3 separate regions of the Gossypium hirsutum genome follow, and regions 1 and 3 are each linked to region 2. A link is a contact called in public Hi-C data. All regions are on one chromosome and are shown on one strand. The core of a region is the stretch at or near the end of the contact, and the rest is flanking DNA. Distances in the headings are between cores, read along the strand shown. Region 1 holds the start of LOC107951756. Region 2 holds the start of LOC107951758 (protein RGF1 INDUCIBLE TRANSCRIPTION FACTOR 1). Region 3 has its middle 31 kb from the start of LOC121211498.

Evidence for each region. Hi-C and Micro-C count contacts between places; a contact is called where the count stands out from the background.
Region 1: a Hi-C map of leaf shows a contact between it and region 2, with 2.9 times the contacts expected there. The contact joins the promoter of LOC107951756 here to the promoter of LOC107951758 in region 2. A contact is called at or near these places in 13 of 34 Hi-C or Micro-C datasets (callus, fibers, leaf and 2 more).
Region 3: a contact with region 2 is called in a Hi-C map of hypocotyl, with 2.0 times the contacts expected there. The contact joins the enhancer-like site here to the promoter of LOC107951758 in region 2. A contact is called at or near these places in 3 of 34 Hi-C or Micro-C datasets (hypocotyl, leaf and petal).

The regions. Positions count from the first base shown.
Region 1 is chrA02:95,611,694-95,614,393 of Gossypium_hirsutum_v2.1, reverse strand. LOC107951756 reads left to right here and starts at 1,335. Exons shown (of 5, transcript XM_016886893.2): 1 at 1,335-1,996. The coding sequence starts at 1,598.
Region 2 is chrA02:95,381,590-95,384,289 of Gossypium_hirsutum_v2.1, reverse strand. It overlaps LOC107951758 (protein RGF1 INDUCIBLE TRANSCRIPTION FACTOR 1), which reads right to left and starts at 1,266. Exons shown (of 4, transcript XM_016886894.2): 1 at 985-1,266; 2 at 616-825; 3 at 90-305; 4 at 1-3. The coding sequence starts at 1,047.
Region 3 is chrA02:95,543,482-95,546,181 of Gossypium_hirsutum_v2.1, reverse strand. No RefSeq gene overlaps it. Among protein-coding and RNA genes, the nearest start is that of LOC121211498, 31 kb to the left of the region's middle. Within about 2 kb of position 1,266, at least 3 of the 9 cell types and tissues checked have an H3K27ac peak or open chromatin away from gene starts, as enhancers often do. A contact at or near this core is called in hypocotyl and leaf, where this site is marked.

The sequences.
Region 1 (2,700 bases), core at 86-2,585, 230 kb before region 2:
TCTAACGATACCGCCAACAATAACTTTGATTCCCATTCTACTAAGCCCTCCTCCAAAATCCTTTTTCCAAAAATCAAAATATCCTCCTGCAAGCCCTGTACCAGTTTGCCTTACATAGTTTCCTTCGTTTCAACTCTCAAGCATGCAAACTTAAAAATGTGAGTCGTGAGTGAATAACTTTTGACGCAGGTAAGCTGTTTGAAGAAATTCCCGTTAGGCATTGGAACATTTCCTTTTTTATGCATGAGGTTCATCTTACAAACGAACACTAGTACTAGGAAAATAGATTGCATATTCTCATCCATCAGCACATATCCTTTCATAACTTTGAGAGGAAAACTACAATAGAGCATTTGTGTTACTAATTTTTTTTAAGTTTAGTGACTGAATTATAATTTTTAAAATTTAATAATTATTTTATTATTTTAATTAAAGTTGGGTGATTGTAAGTTTACTTTACCCTTATTTTTACTATAGATGGAGATTCATTTGTTTTTTAAGCTTGAGCAATTTGAAATCAGAGAAAACAACATATCATCAAATGTTTATCTTTGATTTTTAAGATGTCAACAATCTCCTTATTCTACAAAAGTTTTTTTTTTTAAATCGGGTTTATTGGAATACTAATGGCATGCATGCGAATTCAACAAAGAAATTCGGAAAAAAAGAAAACCTTGAACGTTAGAGAAGATATTTATTGTCATATAGTTGAATTAAAAATTGCAGAAAAATAGAATTTTTGTTAAAATTTGCCAAAATGTGCTGCATAAAATATATTGTTTGAGTAAATGTGGACGCTGACCTCTAGGTATGTTCACTATTTATAATTGGCTGGAAACTTAAATGGGACTATAGAATATAAAGATACTTTATCATTAAATCACTGAATAACAAAAAATGTGTATTTAATATATATATATATATATGATGTGAAATAATGAGTGGAAACTGTGTATGATATGTTTTAATTAGATTAATTTATTTTTTCTATTAATATTTGATCCCAATTTTTTTTGGAGTAAACGGAAAAGTTAATTGATGTTAAAAGATCACGTAAAAGATTTGATTTGTTATTCTCCTATTAGAATTTTTAAAATTGACTCTAAAATGTTAAGCATTAAATTGTTAAAAATTTTCAGATTATTAATTTTGAAATTCTTTTTGTAAATTTATAATAAATTCAATTTATAAAAAAAATGCAATTACTTAAATTAATTGTTAATATTGTATAATATTCTTATTTTTCAATTACTTAAATTTGAGAAATAATTGTTATAGATGCAATTTTACCGAATATATGTAAAAGTAAACGTCCACGTAACCAAATCTGGGAACTCATAAAATAAAATAATAAATGGAGAAAAGAAAAAAGAAAAAAGAAAACATCCTTCCATTTTATCCTCAACACACCAACAGAAGCAGCGACTTGGAGCCTCTCTCTTAAACATTCACCAAAATCTTTGTGGATGGGGATGTCTTCTGCTTCCAATTCTCCATCCTAAACTAAGAAAACCCGATTCCCAGACGGCTCTTCCTTCCCTAATAGATTCCCATTTTAGTTAATAATAAAAACCAAGTGTTTAAACTACTTTCAACTATGTCCTTCCTTACTTCTATTTCATCTCCTCCACAAATTAACTCCCTTTTTTCCTCTTCAATTTTCTCTCTATACCGCTTCTATTCTCCTTTATTTTCTTCTCTATATCACCACAAACGAAGTTATGGGAGTGGGAGGATTATAAGAGAGTTGGGGTTTCTGGGTGATTTCAGAGGTAAAGGGAGGGTGACTTCTGGTTCAATGGGGAAACAGAAAGGTGGGTTCTTTTGTGTTTCTTCTCCTTGTGGTTCTAGAGGGAGTTGTAGCTGTAGCAGTAGCAATGGAGATGAATTTGAGAGTGAAGAAGATGAGGAGGAAGTCGATGATGAAGAAGAAGGTGCTCGGTCGTTTTGTGTTTTGCCTGACAGATGGGATGTTCTTGGCCTTGGTCAAGCCATGGTATATTTCTTAACCATTCTTGTTTATATGTTATCTCTTGGTGTTTTGAATTTATACTTAAATGTTAAATTTGTGTTTTTTCAATGTCTTTTTTAGTAAAGTATAGGGAAAAGAGAATTGATGTTAAGGATATAAGCCTTGTAATGTAGTACATTTCTATTTCGTTTCTTAGAGAGGAAAATGGAGTTTGGCTGATATATTTTCTTTTGTTCCTTTCAATCCTACATTTTTCTTGTTGCTTTTAAATCATTAAGGCTTTGGTACTTTGTTCGGGCACTTGTTTTTTACAATTTTCCTTTTGATTTTCTTAAAGCTGGTTAAAAGCATTATCATGTTTGTTAAAATTATACTAATAGCTAAAATATTGTACACATTGAAACATAATTGTTCTGTATAGAAATGCGATTATGCATTTTGTGACGCAAAAATTTAATGAAGAGATGTTATGCCTCGTTTAGGATTTTGGTTGCATTTTCTTACCTTTACCTTAGAAACAACTAGCATCTAGTAAGCATAAAAATAAAGTAGAACCTAAGCATAAAAATAAAGTAGAACCTTACTTATTAATGAAAAGATTGGTCAATTTTGGCTCTATTTTTGGGAACCTGTAAAAATTTTGGCTAGGGGTTAAAGAACTGTTTCCATTCTTCATCTTGAATAGTAATCTGCTGTGTCTATCAAGGTGTTCTTACTGGTTTGTGCTT
Region 2 (2,700 bases), core at 17-2,516:
AATCTAAAATGGTTTAATTACAACCATAAAAAAAATTTAAAGGGGCCAAAGATTGGAGGAATTATAGTAAATGCAGATGAATGAATTACCTTGCAACCAAGAGAACAGAAGCTGAAGGAATCAAGGAGGCTGCGCTCGCAGACTTGGCAAGTATTGGTGACACCTTTGCCAGGCCTAGGCTGAGGCCTTTCATTCAAGAACACAATCCTCGCACTGTTTATAATATATGTTTGAATCCCTGTTATGTCTACGAATTTCTGAATCTCAGAAACCCTTATCACATCATGGTATGAAGATCTCCTTATCTGCATCAAACAATAACCCATCCCCAAATTTTAGCACAAAAAATTTGGTCAACAATGTCCTATTGCTGTTCTAAATAGTTTTAAGCTATTTTGACTATTGAAAAAAAGAAGAAGGGAGATTAAAAAAACAAATTAATTGCCTGTTGCCCTTTTGTCAATCACCCAAAGAAAAAGGCACATGACATTGCTGAAATCAATGTACATTCATATAATTTTGTGCCTATGATCAAACAAGGATAACTTCATGATAATGGAATATTTGTGTATGAATAGCCCAGAAATGGGAAAAAAATCCAACTACTTATGGTACCTGAATAGCTCTATGGTCTTTGTGATAAGCAAGGCAAAGAGAACAAAGAGCACCGTTCATGCAATCCAAGCAATACATATTGCATTCACTCTTATGAGCGTCAGCATGGAGTTTGCATTGAACAAAAAAGCTTGTTTGTAGCAGTGGTCTCAGCCATGGCGGCCACTTCACTTCCTCTTTATCATCATCATAATCCGGACCACCTCCTCCCTGAATTATACCCCCTCCCCCCCCAAAAAAAAATATCATCACATCATCTCAATGACAGTATCCTTTTACAACCAAATACTAATATAAAACCAAGAAAAAGAAAGTAATAATTGAGGAAGATAGATATATATAACTGAACAAGGTGGTTGAAGGGCTAACCATGATTCTTCTGCTTTTTGGTTTGATTTCTCTAACCGTTGTTTCTTGATCAATATTGATCATTTGGAGCCAGTTCTGGGAGAAAGAAGAATAGGAAAAAAAAAAAGGGAGAAACTTTCTTGGAAAAACTTTTTAAAATTTTTCTAGGGAAAAAAGAAGGGGTGAGAAGAAGAAAGAAAACAAGTGGGGTTCCTTTGTAGTGGTGGGTGGTGGATGGGGGCATCGAAGGTGCTTATCTTTGGCTTAAAAGTCTTCAACCGAACCTCAATCCGAACCTAACCCAAAAGTAATATTAAATAAATAAAAATATATTTATTATTAGATGCGTTTATTTCAAGAAACTTCATGACCCTCTTAAATTTTCATTTAAAAAAATTTATTTTCTCGATATTAAAAAATGGTTTTCTTATTTTAAAAATTCATATAAATTTACTTGGACAGAATAGGTTGAGGCTGGCAATTGGGAACCCTGATAGATGGCTCATTATGATTAGACATTTGGAAGGCCAAGATGTGGACACGTGGAAGGAGTAATGAATCAGCTAGAATGCAAGGAGGGTGAAAACGCCATGTGTTAAAACTTATTTACTTAAATTGCATGGTGAAGTAAAAGTTAGGGCTTTGGAATTTGCCACCTCAAATGCTGAAGGATCATATAAATACAAAGATTTCTCTTTAGAATGCTCTTGAAGATGATGAGTTGTTGGTGCATGCAAATGCAAGGGAATATTATCATATTAAATCTTTTCTGGCCTGAAAAACTCCTATGTTTTACTACTACAACTAGCCTAGGTTTTAAATATTCTTATTTTTTATGTTTTAAAAGATAAATCATTAAATTTCAAATAAATGATTTTATGAGAGAATAATTTGAAAAGCAAAAAAAAGCTAAATAATTTTCGTCCAAAGTAGATGCAAATTCCATCATAAAATTCAGGGTAGTAGGACGATAATTTCAAGGTATTGATTTTTTACCTTTTCATCTATAATAAAGGGTTCACAATTAAAATTTATTTTTATTTTTTTAAAAAAGCTTATATTTCAGAGTTATATGTCAGTGTAGTGGGTGGATTGTTATGAAAATTGGTTGAGTATATATTAACATTTTAACAATTGGAAATACTGAACATAATTTTTATGTTTATTTTATGGTTTTTGAAATTTTTAGTTAATTTTAAATTTTTTTTAAGAATGTGATATGCTTTATTAATGTACTAAATACTTACTAATTATTGTACTATTTTTAAATTTTTATAAAATTGATAGCATAGTCTCTTCCCACCTTAAATTGATTTTAATACATTAACTCATCCGACAAATATTTTAAAATTATTTAATTTGTATTAAATGGTGTTTAAAATTTTTATTAAACACTTATTTAACACAAATTTAAATCGTATTACTTCTATCTTTTATTCTAAATAATTAATATAATAAATTAAGAAAATGACCAAAGGCAACACAAATTATTTAACAAAGCTATGCATATGGAATACTAGCTTCACGCATCCAAAAACCTAGAGATCATAAAATTCAAATATAAAATTACAAACTCCAACACTTTGGTGTACCCTTAATATGACACTTGAGGTTGTCTCTTTGAGCCTTGAAGAACCATTTATTTGCAATTTTATTTATTCAAAATTTCCATATAAATAATTTTTTGCAATGTATTTTTTATTTTAATATATTTTTCTAAATTACTTCAGCCGTAGC
Region 3 (2,700 bases), core at 17-2,516, 160 kb before region 2:
TACACACTTTTCTCTTTTTCTAACCTAAATTTTATTTATTAACATAATACTTTTATAAATAAAATATTTTTCAAGAAAAAACCATGAACAAGACTTGAATCAAATTCAAACTTTTTCTCTTTTTAGTTTATTTTATGAATAATAAATTTTATTCTACATCTACCTTTGCTCCATAGTCTTTGTCAAATTTACCAAGCGCTGAGCACTACCTTCGTCCACAATGATCGACACCAATATCTGTTACTCCAAACTCCTTGATTTCCACATCCTCCATTATTACCATCAAATTAGGAATTAGTTGTGGAGTTGTTGGCATGGCCTTCCACCTACTAAGTCTCCAAGACCTCATCCTCACCTATATATCCCCAACATGAACGCCCTCAAGCACAACCTCAACCTCAAACTCAACAAGCTTGTTCTTGGCAACAACTTAAAGACATCGATTCTCATCTTTTTCGACCTTAGGTTGTAGTTTTTGACCCAAACAGAACATGATGATTGTTAATATTGAGAAAAAGGGAAATGTTGAATTTGCATAAGTTTTCTTCATGACCTTTTTCCCATTAAATATTTATTTATAAAATTATTATTTCATGTTAAAAATGAGGAAAATAGATATTTATTTATATTTATAATTTTGTAAGTATTTTTAAAAAAAAGGAATTTTAAATATTTTTTAAAATTAAAAATTAAGATTAAATTGATAAAATCTGTAAATATTAGAAGGTTAAATTTATTACTATGCCAATTTTAAAAAGAACACCATTAGTGATTTAACGAAAGAGGCCAAAATATTAAAATTTGATAACTAAAATAAAAATTTATAAATGTGAATGACCAAAAGAGAAAGAAGGTTAAAAAATGATTGACATTTACCCTTGTAAAAATCAATGCTTCATACGCAAATTAAACACGTGCATTATAGTTTGTGTTGTATTTAAAGTTGAATAAATTCATAAAACAAAATTATGTTCCTTAACATTGCAAACTCATCACATATTTTAGGATTCCAATTGAATGCCTCCAAGTTAGATTGTGGGCCGTTGGAAAATAAGAAAGAAAACAAATTTGTGCGTAAAATGATTAACATATATAACCATACAATTAATTAGTTGGTGAAGTCGGTAACCTAACAGAGAGTTATTAAATACAAAAGTTTATTATTATTATTCTCACTAAATTTGTCAAATGAAGAAAGGGACATATATATCGACATTTAGGCAGGGTTCATCAATGGTGGGTCCCACTTCCCACCCTATCTTACCTTTGATGGTGGAGCAAGTGGACCAAATTACTTTAATAAAAAGAAAAATAACGTTACAGAACACGGATATACTATAAGAAAATATAATATAAGAGATAGATAGGTTTAAGGGCAAGAAAAGAGAAAGCATATATTATGTGAGAGAAAAAGATGCAACTAAAACTGACTGATGGGTCCAAAAACATTGAGACTCCTGTTGTTAAGGATAAGAAGCAACTATTAAGAATAATTCTTCCCTTTCCTTTTCTCATCTTTATGTTTTTGTTTTCTCTTTATCAGTCTATTTTATATAATATATAAAATAATTTTAATTGTCTTTGTTTTATTTATAAATTTTTGTTACAATAATTATCACTTAATTATACTTATTTATTTAGATTGATTATCATTTAATTATATATTAATTAAAACTAAGATTTACTACTATAAATAGATAAATTCATAATGCAATTTTGTTCAAGTAGCATTTAGAGACCAAAAAAGAAAAAAAGTCGTAGTATTATTTGATAAGTTTTGTTTTCATAAAAAAATTATTAATTTTTTCTTTAATTATTATTATTATTTGATATATTGAGATATATTGAAATTAACTTTATTCCAAAAATAAAAAAAATATTTTTTTTATAAAAAACTTAAGTCGGATACAAATATATGTAAACATAGTAAAAAGAGAAATGTCAAGCTTGATAAATTTTAATTTTCTCTTTTTGGTGGTAATCTCAATTCTAACTTATTCAATATAAGAATGCTATATCTATCTTATTTCTTTATTTTTCTAAAAATTTCCCCACTATTACCTTTTTCTTCTATTTTCTTTTTATCTCTATTCTCACTCTATCATTTTAATATTGGTGGTGAAGTTTTTTTACTCTACAAGTGGGCTTAATAAATTGCCTATGTGCCTTATTTATTTAGATTTATTTTTTAAATATCAATTAAAAATATTGTACAATTTCTTAAAGTTTAATTGTACAATTAAAAAGCTTCACTGCAATGTATAAAATAATAACCCTAATTTATAAATTGAAACTTTTGAATGGATGAAAATATATAAGTTATATGAATATACCTTCTACCTTATTCTTACTGATCATATATACCTTTCTTTACATTCAGAGGAGCATATTTATATGATTATGGAATTTCAAAACAATCCAAAGTTTTATCACTTTCCAAGTGGAAAGTACAGAATTCCAATTGTAAAGTGTCTTTTAAAAAGAAATTCAATTCCAATTTGGACAAGATATGAACAAGACAGATGAAACCATTTGTACAAGTCACACTTTTCGCAACTCATCTTTTTTTAATAGTTTGGATTTTCTTTTCAACCCCCCCGCCCCCCCAAAAAAAAGTGTTGGTATAATTTGTTGCCAATTTTCATATTTTCGTATTTATTTTCATTAATAATGTCATTTCTATTAATGATATTTTATTAG